Regions from separate parts of the Zea mays genome. Here all the other regions are linked to region 2. A link is a contact called in public Hi-C data. All regions are on one chromosome and are shown on one strand. The core of a region is the stretch at or near the end of the contact, and the rest is flanking DNA. Distances in the headings are between cores, read along the strand shown. Region 1 has its middle 34 kb from the start of LOC103641516. Region 2 holds the start of LOC100275992. Region 3 holds the start of LOC103641516 (probable protein phosphatase 2C 37).

Region 1 (4,574 bases), core at 1,036-3,535, 180 kb before region 2:
AATTTGACCCGGTTATTCAAGAGCATGCCCGACGTATTACAAATGAAGAAACTCATGCTCATTATCTTGATTATAAGATTCAAAATGAGTTGATACACTTGATTGCTTCTACTATTAAGTCTGAAATTATTAAGAAAATAAAGAAGGCAAAATATTTCTCTGTGATACTGGATTGTACCCCTGATGCAAGCCACCAAGAACAAATGTCTTTAGTTATTAGATATGTGGATTCATCTTCGAGTACTATTAGTATTGAAGAATCCTTTCTTGGTTTTTAGATGTAAATGATACGACTGGGCAAGGTCTTTTTGATGTGCTACAGGATCAGCTAAAGGATCTTGATCTTGATATAGATGATGTGAGAGGACAAGGATATGATAATGGGTCAAATATGGAAGGATGCAAAAATGGGGTACAAAAGAAACTTTTGGATTTAAATCCTAGAGCTTTCTATTCTGCTTGTAGTTGCCATAGTCTTAATTTAACACTATGTGATATGGCTAAGACATGTGGTAAAGCTAAAGACTTCTTTGGAATCATCCAACGCATTTATACAATCTTTGCTAATTCCACTAAGAAATGGCAGATTCTGAAAGATAACATAACAAGATTGACTCCTAAGTCAGTATCAGCTACTCGTTGGGAGAGTCGTGTTGAAAGTGTTAAAGCTATCAGACTTCAATGTGCAGACATTCGAGAGGCTCTACTTCAGGTGCTCACTGCCTTGTATTATCATATTTATCCAATATTGTAATTCATTTTGTTGTTTCTATTAAGACACATTTTATTTGTTTAAATTTCAGGTATCAGATATCGATAGTGATCCTAAAACAAGCAGTGAAGCTAAAGGTTTGGCAAATAATGAGCTTGGAGAGTATGAGTTTATAGTGGCTATAGTTATTAGGTATGAGGTGTTGTATGCTGTTAATTTAGTAAGCAAACAATTGCAATCAAAAGATATGCTTATTGATGTTGCTATTGAGAAAGTTCAAGGGCTGATTGTTTTCTTCCAGAACTACAGGGAAACTGGTTTCTTAGAAGCACTAGAGACAGCCAAAGGCATTGCACTTGAGATGGATATTGGTACATCATTTCGTAAAAGACGGAAAATTAAAAGAAAGAGACACTTTGATGAGAACCCTGATGTCCCAGATATTGCCACACTGTCTCCAGAGGAGTCATTTAGAATAAGCTATTTCATACCTATTGTTGATCAAGCAATTTCCTCACTTACAAGGAGATTTGAACAATACCAAGGTTATCAGAAAATGTTTGGTTTCTTATTTACTTCTGAAACATTGCAGTCATTGGATAATGAGAGCCTAAAGTCCTCCTGTGATAATCTGGAGGCTGCCCTCGAAAAGGATGGAAAATCTGATATTGATGCTAATGAATTGTATGCAGAGTTGAAGTTTCTCCAAAATTTCATTCCACAAGAAAATATGGGACCTTTGGAAATTCTAAAGTTTCTGAAACGACATAATTCTTTTCCTAATGCAAGTATTGCATATAGGGTCTGTTTGGTTGGGCTGTGGCTGTGAAAAAAGTTGCTGTGGGCTGTGAGCTGTGGAAAAAGCTGCTGTAGGCTATGAGCCGTTAAAAAGCTAAAAACCGTTTGGTGGAATCCACTAAAAGTCGTTAAAAGTTCTTCGATATATGTTTTCACAGTTCTATCCGAAAAGTTACTAAAAGCAGGTTCAGGGGTGCTTTCAGATTTGCACTGTGAGAAAGTCAGCTTTTAGAAAAAGCTACTTTCTGGATCCAGCCCTTTGGTTGGCTTTTGGCTTTTAGGGGGCAAAAGCCAAAAGCCAAAAGTCAAACCAAACACACCCATAGAGTTCTATTGACCATTCCAGTGACAGTTGCATCAGCGGAACGAAGCTTTTCTAAATTGAAGCTATTGAAGTCATATTTGCGCTCTACAATGTTACAACAAAGACTTACTGATTTGGCCTAGATATCACTTGAGAGTGAATTATTGGAGAAGATTGAATATGAGCGTATTATTGAAGAATTCATTTCAAGTAACACCAAAAGAATGAAGTTGTTCAAATAAATATGATACAACAAAGCGTTGAATAGGTACGTTTCTTTTTCCATGGCTATGTAAACCATTATAACATATATATTATTACTATATTTTATTTTTCCTTAAGATATAGGCTCCAATTTAAAATTAAGTACATGTTCTCGGATTATGCCGGCCCGGCCCTGTGCTCAGGGCTGCACGTGGATTTCTGGAGATGAGACAACGCACGGGAGAGACTTCTAGGGAGTACGTGCACTAGATATTGGATAAGAACGACCGGAACAAAGGAGAAAATTTTAGAGAACTGAGCACGTGTACAGGATAAACATCAGCGGCATGGAGATCTTTTTCTCATACCAAAATTGAACCGGTTTCAGTCATCTGAACAATATTCAGTCCACCACCTGCCCAACAGCTCGACTTGGATCCTTCATCATAAGATGTATTCCTCCATAATAGATCTCCAAGTTTGATGTAATGGTCATTCACCAAGAATTAAGAGTTAGAAGGGTATAAAACTGAAAGGAATACGTGGTTTCTAAAAATTCAGCAAAACTAAATACGTTTCAGATTCTGAACTGAATTTGGCACCAAACTGAACCCTCATTTGTAACCCCTTCGATCCTCATGATTCCAAGCAATACATGCCAACCATAGTTAATAAAGTTTGTTCACAAAATGTAACTTTACAAGTTTACTGTAGGAACCGTAGGTCAAAGATTCATGGATCAAAAGTTATAATGCTCCAGAGTGGGGTGAATACACTAGGAACCAGCTGCAGCTAACTGAATAAGAGACTGAACACCACACGTCTGACAGAGAGAATTTGGGCACGTTTTACTCCAACTTATGTGCAGCACCACGTCACACTGGCTTAAATAAACTTGTTCACCATTAGATGATCTTCAACTTTTATATAAAAACTACAGTATAAAATCACATGGATTAATCACAACAGAGCTCTAAACTGATTCACTAAAATTCAGGTTTTAGTTCTGAACAAAAAACACAGTCCAAGTAACCTTACAGTCCAGATTTAGGCAACCTTTTCTCCTAGTTCCATGTAGCTTTAGGGGTATGATCCTTAACCAAACGTATACACCAACACATGGTCGTCCACCTTTGTATAGCTTTCTTAGCCTATAACTGCATGAATCAGCCGAAAATGGGCTCCAAACTCAGCAACTTTCACTGAAATTCAGTTTTCAATAACTGAATATAATTCAGTTTCAGCCACAACACAGTCCCACTTTAAGCAGTCGTTACTCCAATTCTTGTATGTGATCATGTCCATCACCCTTTAAGGAAGTTGTTCACCAATATATGGTCTTTATTTCCTCTACAAGCACCATAGTCTAAAACCTTATAGAACAACCAAAAATGAGCTCCAAAACAGCCATCAATACTGAATTCCAGATTCAGCTACTATTCACAATCTGAAAAATTCAGAAACACAGCAGCACCACTTTGAACCACTCTTCTTCCTGGGTTCCAAATGCTTCTAGGGCAAGTTGCTTAATAAAGCTTATACTCCAATAGTTCCTTTACAAGTTTTATATAGTGACCATTAACCAAAACTTCTTGGATTCCAAATTGCAATAGCCCAAAGTTTGCTCCAAATGCTGAAATTCAGACTCAGAATTTCACTAAGTCTGAAATCCAAATTTCTGGCAGCTTTACTTTAGATTAGTTTTTCTCCAAGTTCCATATAGATTTAGAGCTTGGTGACTTAAAAAACTTATACTCCTCATGTAGCTCGATAACTTTGTTACAATGACCATATTCAAAATGGTTCTAGATTAGAAGTTACAAGGGTCCAAAGTTGACTAGTTTATATTATTTTCAGCAATTCCAAAATGAACCCAAAACTGAATTTTTGTACTTAACTCCAAATTCTTCCACACAACTTGGGAATCTCCAAATAAGAAAGTTATCCACTTTTCCAAGCTCTACAACTTTAGTCCATGAAACTCATGTCTAAAGTGTCCTTGGTTTAGGAGTTTCTTTGTTTATCCACAAATCACAAGGAAGGTTTTCAAATCTCACTTAGGGTTTTGAGGTTAATCTCGTTCCTTAATTAATCCTTCCACTTAACCCACCTTTGAAAGCAAAGTTGCTCTAGGTCCTAAGTCCTTCCCCTTGGCACTTAAGGATCCAAGTCAATTTGTCACTTGCTAAGAGATGATCTATTCTTGTCTAGCTTAAGCCAAGTTCTTAAACTAAACCCTAAACCCAACACACAACATCACACTTTCGAAAAAGTTTGACCTAGTGAATGCATTCTAGGTATAACAAACAAAATAATGCAAGTGCTTATGATGATATGCCAGATTTTTAGTTCGCTTAACACCAGAGGTGTTACATGAAGAAGCTCCAAAGTCGTTCCTAAGGTGATGCAGAGCTTAGCTCTAAAGTCGTTCCTACGGGGATGCAGAGCTAAAATGCCACCTAAGTAAAAGGTGAAGAAGCTACAAAGTCGTTCCTAAGGGGATGCAGAGCTTAGCTCCAAAGTCGTTCCTACGGGGATGCAGAGCTAAAATGCCAA
Region 2 (4,903 bases), core at 2,186-4,685:
TCCATATGACACCGGACTGTCTACAGTGTAAGGAGGACACAATGGCTAGCTGATGTGGTGTCTTCGGCCAGACAGTTCGGTGCACCCTTATACAGAAAACTGCTACTTCTGTCCAAACGACTATTTTTGAGTGGGGGCTATTTATATCCTTTGGTCGGCCATATAAAGTGGGGGAGCCCAAGTAACATACCAACACATGTTATAGACATTTCCAAGTGCTCAAACACCCAATTGCTTAATAGAAACACTCGGTGATTAGCATTGGTGCTTAGCGAGGTGCTTAGGTTAGTTAGACTGCTATTGCGCTTGTTCTAGGTGATTCTTAGTTAGTTGAGTAAATTTAGAAAAACACACATAACCCCTCGGTTCTTGCGCGAGCCATTGTAATTGTACCGAGTGGCGCGAGAGTCTTGCGAGACCTTGACAAGCACGTTTGTGTCACAACCACCACCATGTACCGGAGCGAACGAGTCCCGCGGCATTTCCGTTGGAAGCTCGATAGTGAAGACAACTGGGTGCGTCCGAGAGGAGGACGGAAGCGGAGCACCACTTGCGCGTGGAGAAGGTCTGCGGCTCTCTATGGAGTTACTCATTTGTGGTGTTTGGCCCTCGCATGGGCTACCCTTTACGTAGGGGCACCGAGGATTACTCGGGACCTTGCATGGTTCCGCATACCTCGGTAAAAATACCGATGTCGTCCACGAGAGCTTACTTTTTATTCTAGCTCTTTAATCTTCCACATTCTCTCTCAACTAAAGTTGCAGTCTTTAATATTCTTAGTGTAGATTATATAGGATTGGAACTTAGGTTGCATAACTACTTTTGCGGTAGAGATACCAACACATAGAAAAAACCTAGTTTGCACAATCTAGTTAAGTTATTTGCATATATTCTATTCTAGGGATTTATTTGTGGCCTAGTTTAGAGATAGTTTTTATAAGTCCTAATTCCTCCTCTTAGGCGTCACCGTTTCTTACAAACACAACCACAGACATGAGGTCGTTTATGAATGAACCTTCAATCCATGCACATGAATGGACCTTCAATTTGTGTTGAAAAACACGACCACGAACATGAAAGACTGAAATGGAGCACTACCAGAATCTGACTATTTGCTGAGTGCCAAATGATTTGTCGAGTGTCTTTTTCGGGCACTCAGCAAAGAAGTTCTTTACCGAGTGCCAAACAAAAACACTCGACAAAGGGTTTCTTTGCCGAGTGTTTTTTACACTCGTCAAAGAGCTTTTTTGCCGAGTGTTTTATTTTTGACACTCGGCAAAGACAATTTAAAAATTGCATTTTCAAGCAGTAAATTAATTCAAATGAAAACGTTTTCAACTATAAATTTGTATAACTCATCAAGATGTATAATTTATATTTTGGTCATTTCTTCATATGATAAAATAAAAGTAAATTTGTTCATAAAAACTATATCTCTCTCGTAGTTTATGAAACTACAAGAGAGATGTATAAGATTTATGAATAATGTTAGAACCAACATGTGGGATGAATAAATGACCAAACAACCAAAATAAACTTTGTAAATCTTAAGAAGTTCTGGAATTTTGTAGTTGGCAACCTTTTGGTTAAAGTCATCTTGTCTATAAAAACTACCTCTGAATTTTAAACATTTAAAATTCAAATTTTCAAAACGACCACAAATGGAAAAACCACCAAAATGAAAAAGTTATAGGTATTAAAAAGTTATGAAACTTTGTAATTGACAACATTTTCGTTTGAAATCATCTTGTCATGCAAAACTTTGTTTGAATTTTAAAATTCAAATTTTTCAAACAATCTCGGATGGAAAAACCACCAAAATAAAAGTTTGTAGGTCTTGAAATGTTATGAAACTTTTTAATTGATAATTTTTTTGATTTAAAATCATCTTGTCATAGAAAAATATGTTTGAAGTTTTCAAATTTTAAATTCAAATTTTGTAAATGACCTCGGATGAAACTATCAATATGAAAGTTGTAGATCTTGAAAAGATATGTAACTTTACAGATGCCAACATTTTCATTTAAATTTCTTTAGTGCCTCAAATAATCAGTTTACTCTCGGTTTATTATAATACATGAGGAAGGAAAACATAATATAGACACAAGTGATATAGTGGTGTAGTGGTTGAGTAGGTTGCGCGCAAAATTCAGTTCAAAAGAATGGTGAAAATGAAGGACGATGGTAGGGCAGTGGTGATGGTTGGGGGTGTTCCCCTAAATATAAAAAATTGTTTTGCTGTTTTTTTTTGTGATTCTTAATTTGCTGAGTACTTTTTCGAGTGTTTTTGACACTCGACAAAATATTTGCCGAGTGCCAGAAAAAAAATACTCAGCAAAGAACTAATTGCTGATAAAATATTTGTCGATTATTCTTTACCAAGTGTAACACTCGATAAAATCTTTGCTGAGCGTAAAAAAACTTTGCCGAGTATTTGAGACACTCCATAAAAAATGTCAGTCCGGTAGTGGAGCCACAAACCACACTAACATTATAAAGTTTTTTTTTACTTCAATTAGCAAAGTCGTGGCAATGCTGCTGCGGGGGCGCACATAGTTCATACATGGACGAGAGCTAGCGAGGGAGGACACGTGTAATAAAATAAAAGGAAATAAGGTTCACATAATGACAGCTACGACGACCATTTAATTTAACCCTACACTACACCGACCTGCATGCATGCATGGTTCACACTTACGACGACACACTACGTACGTGTGCCTCATCAGTCATCAGTCATCACTCCCATGCGCACCCGAGCCTGAGCTCAAGATCCAGCCCGTCGTCCTCGACGACACCACCGCCACGGCCGCTGCTTCTACCGCAGACCCCAATCCCCAGCTCCAAGCTCACCTCAACTGCCGCCTTCGTTGCCACAGCGGTGGACGACGACGTCGTCGTCGAGAATAAGCTGTAGATGACGGGGTCGGCGGCGGCCATCGAGCCGCCGGCGGCGCAGTGCTGCGGCGAGAAGTTGAGGTTGGGAATCGGAGCTCTGCTGTGCTGGTGGCGCGCGGTCAGGGCGGGGCTCGGAAGGGAAGCAGAAGGGTGCGCTGCCGCCGACGCCGAGCAGCACTGCCTGAGCCTGGCCCTGTCCCTCCGGTGGACGTTCATGTGGCCGCCCAGCGCCTGCGCCGACCTGAACTCCCGTCTGCAGTAGCCGCAGGTGTAGCAGGACACCGACGGCGGCGGCGACGACCTCTGCGGCGGCCACGGGAAGCAGCCGGCGGCCAGGCTGAAGCTGTGTCCCGTTCCCGCCGGCGTCGTCGTCGTCGTCCACGCTGGCAGCGGCTTGAGGCCGCGGCCGTGGTCTCTACTGCTCTCCATTGCTGGCGTACGCGTGGCCGGCGGTGTGGTCCTGTACGTAGCGAGGAGCTGAGCCAGACTAGCTAGATAATAACACTTTGTGTCTAAGTGAATCATGCATGTGCACGCAGCACACCCAGCTAGCTGCTGCTATATATATAGCACCCTGCGCTGCAGAAGCATCTATCTATCTACTAAAATTAAAGAGAAGAGCTTGTAAAGAAAAGCAGCTAGCAGCCCATTTGTTCTGCATGCATGGCGATCGATCGAGCAGAAGCGGCGCGCAATTGATGCTACGGCCAAGATACCGTCAGAACAAGGCCAGCCATTCTGGGCAAGACTAAGTGACAGGCATTTGCAAGGCATGCAGGTACCTTTCTTCACGACAAGACACCTGAAGCCAGCCAGCCAGCACAAAGAGAGAGATATGGTCGCCACATATATGTGCGCGCGGTAAATAAATCTTTGTGGCCGCGTGAATCGTAGGGGCCGGGGCCGGCTGGGAGGGGACATCGATGCACACTGTTGTGTTGAATGGGTATTGAGTAGTGTACTCTGTAAACCACAGCCACGCCCACGCCCACGCCCACGCCCACGCGCAGCAGCACAGGAGCAGGCAGAGGGCTTTTGCTTCTGCCTCACTCCAGCTCCTTCCGTAAAGAGGCAAAAGGACTCTAGGGCGTGTTACCGAGGCACTGAAAGCGTCCATGGCCTTGCTCCATTATACATCATCGTCTCCATTTTCCTCATGCATGCAGTTTGACTGCAAACATTACGAGTAGGTATAGTACATGCATTTCAATCTGGCTTCCGCGCGGGCAGAGATACAGAGAGGGCGAATCCGGGCCTTAGCTTCCATGATTGGTCAAGGTGTCATGTCCAGCCTCTGCAGCACATCACATCTCGGCATCCACACACGTCGTAGATCATGTTGAAAAGCAAGAGCTAATTAAAATAGTATTTGTTGGGGTCAACTCGTTCTGCTCGCTTTCTCAGCTCACAGTGGGCAGCAACGAGCAGCAGGCAGCATTGAGCAATATACTTCGGGCATGCAATGGCATGATGCCAATAGAAAGGCGAAGTATATTGTTGCCACCAGTTGCCACAAACGCTTCCCTTTCGTTGATAACTATGCTTAGCTACTAGTACTAGACCTTTTACCCTAGCTCTTTTACCATGCATGACCTCTCTCCCTGGTGTGAACGAGCGAGGAACTTAATAACACTTGACGAATGGCGACACACTCACCATATACGTTCACGCAAAAACACATTACCCAGCGATCGACAAGTAATATAACGATGCGCAAAACACGTCACAAGAAAAGTCTCGCCGGGAACGTACGTGATTCATCACACAACAGCGCGAGCTCTAAAGAATCTCAAATCCCATTCATCAGAAAACAAACACCACACTGGAGGACGGGTACGTACATCAGTACCGGTTCCTGAATAAGACTTGGTTTTAACTACCGCGCCAACTAGCTAGAAGGCATTAGGGCGGGTTGATGTTTCCAACTTGTTAAGTGGTCAGTAGGTATAAAAGAACCGTCAATGAAAATAGCATTTTCATTGGCGGTTCCTTAACCCAACCTGCC
Region 3 (4,624 bases), core at 1,766-4,265, 150 kb before region 2:
CCTTAGCTTACTTGTATATAGTTCATCTAAAAAAAAGGTGCTTACTTCTACAGTTATATATTACCCGAATATTTGCTGGGAACAAATTATAGTTTAACAACCAAGGGACACGTACGTACGTCTTACAGCGGAACATATATATACAGGGGAGCTTGCTTCAGTCCATCATTGAAATGCAATCCGAATGGCAAACAGCAAAGGCAGCCGGCTGGACTGGCCACACAGAAGCTGTGGCCTGGCAAGACGGGCTAGCAAAAACACACGTGTGCAAAAAAAAAAAAAAAAAACAGAGAAGGATGATCCAAAGCGCGCGACATCGTCGGCGGTGTCATCAAACGCGAGAAGCCAGACACGTGTGCCCAGCATCACTTTCTGACCTTAATGAGAACACTAGATAGTGGAGAGAGACTCAGACATTATTTTGGTAGATAAGATAGTACCTAGTGCGCGCGACATGGCGAGGATCCCACGCACGCGGTGCCCGTTGTTGAACACCACCCGCCCGCCGGCCGCCTCGATCCGCGCCTTCTCGTCTGCCCGATTTGGCTGCACAAAGTTTTTTCTTTTCCTCAATTCGAAACCAAAAATAAATTTGGAAAGCAGCAGTTATTTTAGTTGATCAAACAACGGCAACTCGCGCAGCAACGGTACCTATGAAAGACAAGGCGCTCTAACATAGCGTAATGATGTGTTTAAGAAAAATCCCTTAATTACTAGTTTACTACGACGACATGGCGTCGTAATCAGCACGAATGTTGGCGCACCAGCACAGCAGCCACAGCAGCACTGACTGACCCGTCTACAGTACTTCTCCTCATTCCATCGATTCTCTCCTCTTCTCTCTGCTGCGGGCACGCAGAGACGGGCAGGTGGCGCCTCCGGCCACCACACCCTTTTCCTCTCCGGCGGGCCCCGCCGCACAGGCGACAGCGACCCAGCGAGTGGAGAGTGCAGCCCCGGCCCCACAGCTTTGAGGTACAAGGGCCCACCAGCCGGCGACCACTCGGGTCTCCCCACGTGCCCCAGCATCCACCGACACGTGCCCCCCCCCCTCACCCTCGGAATCCCCCGCCGTTCCCGCCACGTGTCCAACCGGCGACAGCGACGGCGCACAGCGACCGCCCTGAAAGTTCCGAGCTATCCACGGGACTGCCACTGCATGGCCTGCTTTGATATCCGTGCTGCAGCAGCAGCGCCCGCTGCCTTCCTGTCGAGAATCGAGATCCCAGCCCCGACAACCGCTCCCATGATGATGATCCCATCCGTTGCCTCTGACGTCAGCGGCGGTACACGTCGTCGAACACCGCCGGCGGCCAACCACGACTTGGCTGCGACCGAAACTTCTGGAGGCGCGAGACACCTCACCGGGTCACCCACGCGGGCCCCGCCCCCACGACACGCGGCGCACGGGTCAACGGTCGGCGAGGCTGACCCGGCTCCGACCACAACAACCACAGCTAGCACCACGCTACGGCGAGTCGAAAGCCGAGATGATCGGAGTGTACATGCATATGTGTCGTACGTAGTCGTACCTTGTGGTCGGAGGAGAGCGGGACGGGCGGCGTCCCGGCGGGCCCGCGGCAGAGCACGGCGCGGGAGTCGCCGCAGTTGGCGACGACGAGGCGGCCGCGGACGAGGAGGGCCACCACGGCGGTGGAGCCGACGATGCCGGAGGAGGTGCCGGCGAGCGGGCAGCTGCAGCTTGGCCGCGCCACGCGCCCGCACGCGCACGCCAGCGCCGCCATATCGTCCACCCGCCGGAAGCCCCGCTGCAGCGCCGCGCGCCACGCGCGCTCCTCCTCCGCCCGCTCCGACCAGGCGGCGCTGCCCGACGCCGCCGACTCCTGCCGCCGCCGCAGGAAGGTGGCTCCCTCCCTGGCCAGCTCCTCCGCCACCACCTCGTGCATCCGGTCCCGGCATAACGCGGACACCTGCGTGCATGCATTGGTATTTGTACATTAGTACGTGTGTCGTGCGATCGATCGATTAGTAGTACTAATGAAGTACTAACACAGAGAGTATCCGATACGGGTATTCACAATAATAATAACTAAATAAATAAATAAAAGACAATTAAACGAGGCAGAGACACGTGGATGATCCTTGTCGAATTTGGAATGAGCTAGAATGTGGCCAGCTGGACACCTGGTACTAGCTAGCAGCGGAAAGCAAGCAGTGACTACTGCTAGTCGCCAAATGTGGTGCGGCGGGAGAGAAGGAAGCTAGCTGTTGCAGCTTCTCTTCGGCACGCATCCATGGCTGTCTCCTTCTTGGCCTAGTATTACCACCGTCTATTAGATGACGGTGCACAATATATAGGTAAACGTATGGCATCAGTCTAGGTAAAAAAAATCCATGAAATTTCGGATGGATGAACTCATGAACATGAACTACTAGCTAGGGATGGATCAATCGATGGACTGATGGAGTGACTAGCTGGAGATTGGCGGCGGGGGCGTGAAGCGACACGACACGTACATGGGAGCCGCCGTGGCCGTCAAAGACGCCGAAGAAGTGCATGGGCGAGCCGTCGGCGGCCCAGGTGCACAAGTCCGGATGGAGCGAGACGGCGTCCTCCATCATCCGCATCCGCCCCGCCATGGACAGGGAGCCGAAGGCCACGGGCCACACCTGCGGGGCGACGGCGACGGCCTCGGCTTCAGGTTCACCTTCAGCCTCGCCGGGCTCGAGCTGCGGCCCCGCCGGCGCGAGCTCCACCTCCACCTCATGGTCGAGCTCTTCCTGCTCCTCGTCGTTGGGCCTGTCCGCAGAGCTCTGGGACGACGACGGCGACAGCGATGGCGACGGCGACGGCGAGAACCGGGAGGCCGCAGGACGGAGACGGCGCACCCAGCTCGGGCCCGGCGCCGCAGCGGCGGCGGCGTCGCCGGATCCTTGGGGCTCGAGGCGGTGGCGCCTGCGCATCCGGCATTCTGGGGTGGACGCGGACGCAGCGGTCGGGTTCCGTACCTCGTCGCCGCCGGGCACGTTGACGCCGGCGCTGGCCATCACCATCAGGCGGCGGAGGAAGAGGAAGAGGAAGAGCGGCGGCACGAGTGGTCCAGGAGCAGCGACGACGCAGCCGCGGGTGAATCCATGCGAAGCTAGCCTGCCTAGCTAGAGCATCGGATGAGATCGAGGTGGCTGACGGAGGGGCTGGGAGATCGAGTGGAGGGGCCGGCCGGGGTGGTCGAAGACGATGTCTTATTCTTCTCGCTCCATCCCCCTTCTCTTTCTTTCTCTCCGTTGCGCCTTGGCGTCCGCGTGGGGGGTGGTGTGGTGTGCGAGACTGCGATGCGAGGTCAGGTCGCGTGGACGGAAGAGCAGCGGGTTCTGTGCGGCGGGACCCACGTAAGTGCGACGTGGATTGCGCTCGACACGTGGCCGGGGAGGTAAAGGGGGCGCGTGGTCCCGCTGGGGGACGCCGCGCGCAAACTGGCAGGGCAGCACCGAAAGGCACGGCTGCATGCGTTGCGTTGCGTTGCGTTCCATTCCATCCCTCCACGGTGCGTGCGCCGTATGACGGCCTGCTGCGGTGCGGCCTTTGGACGATGCCTGCCGTTGCCGTCGCCGTCTTTCTCCCGACGCCCTGCCCGCCGGCATGCCGCGCGCGCATCCATTCTTCTCTTTCGTGTGTCTAGTGTATAGTGTATAGCAAGCGTCTGATGGTAAATGGTAAAGGTGTTAGGGCATCCCAACGGGTACTTCATCCTTTTTTTTCTTTGTCGTGTTTTAGTAAAAACTGAACGAATCAGCAGACGATAAATATTCGAGAACGAAGGTACGTAGTATATTCTAATAACCAGTAATTAGAACGTTCTTAAGAGCCTATGCTCCTTAAAAAAACTGGACTTCAACAGCCTCTTTTATAGTGCGTTTGGTTTTGGAACGAAAAGGGTTGAGTCGAAACCGACTCATTTTTGTGGGTTAGATCGGACCCGTTCCTTGTTTGGTTTAAGCGACGGGTTGAACCCAATTTCTTGTTTGATGACAGGGTTGAAGTGGGTTGAAGCTGCACCGTTTTTTGTTTGGTTTCGTGATGAGGGATGAATGAATGATGAACTAAAAATGGTCACATTACCATACTAAAAATGATATCTTTAATTCCAAACGAAATTACAACATTCAAAATAAATGAAACCAACACTATTTCAGTATTTGAGAAACCAATAAGCACAATAAAAGATGGGGGCCGCTGCTTCTCTCCTAGTGGTGTCGGTAGGGGACATGTAGGTGGTATTGGTGGATGATGGTGGGGGCTGGATCACGGCACAACAACGTCGTTGGAAGACACGGACGGGGGCGTAGCGCGCCAGAGGACAGACCGGTTTGGGAGTCTATGGCTGGAGAACATGCTGGTGCCGGAGAGCAGGGTGACGGAGGACTCTGACAGGGGCGTGGTCGGGGGCGCGCTGCGCCGGACGGTACACCGACGGGGGAGCCGATGACTCGAGAATAGGCTGACGGTGGTGCGCCCTGCGTAGGCTGCGCTCGGGTGAAGATATGGTGTGTCCGTGTGGGTGACAGGAGGGGTGGAGTGGGAGTGGATCGAAGTGGTTCGCTTGTTTTTAAGGAATCCCTAGAATCCGTATCTTAAATGAATATTTTGACCCGGAACCAATTT

The links. Hi-C and Micro-C count contacts between places; a contact is called where the count stands out from the background.
Region 1: a Hi-C map of leaf shows a contact between it and region 2, with 2.7 times the contacts expected there. The contact joins the enhancer-like site here to the promoter of LOC100275992 in region 2. A contact is called at or near these places in 3 of 25 Hi-C or Micro-C datasets (ear and leaf).
Region 3: a Hi-C map of leaf shows a contact between it and region 2, with 3 times the contacts expected there. The contact joins the promoter of LOC103641516 here to the promoter of LOC100275992 in region 2. A contact is called at or near these places in 2 of 25 Hi-C or Micro-C datasets (ear and leaf).

What each region holds. Positions count from the first base shown.
Region 1 is chr10:103,605,337-103,609,910 of Zm-B73-REFERENCE-NAM-5.0, reverse strand. It overlaps the pseudogene LOC109942880. Among protein-coding and RNA genes, the nearest start is that of LOC103641516, 34 kb to the right of the region's middle. Within about 2 kb of position 2,285, at least 1 of the 20 cell types and tissues checked has an H3K27ac peak or open chromatin away from gene starts, as enhancers often do. A contact at or near this core is called in leaf, where this site is marked.
Region 2 is chr10:103,425,982-103,430,884 of Zm-B73-REFERENCE-NAM-5.0, reverse strand. LOC100275992 reads right to left here and starts at 3,435. Exons shown (of 1, transcript NM_001149893.2): 1 at 2,469-3,435. The coding sequence starts at 3,423. The coding sequence ends at 2,740.
Region 3 is chr10:103,571,724-103,576,347 of Zm-B73-REFERENCE-NAM-5.0, reverse strand. LOC103641516 (probable protein phosphatase 2C 37) reads right to left here and starts at 3,015. Exons shown (of 4, transcript NM_001319772.1): 1 at 2,479-3,015; 2 at 1,533-1,931; 3 at 441-546. The coding sequence starts at 3,015.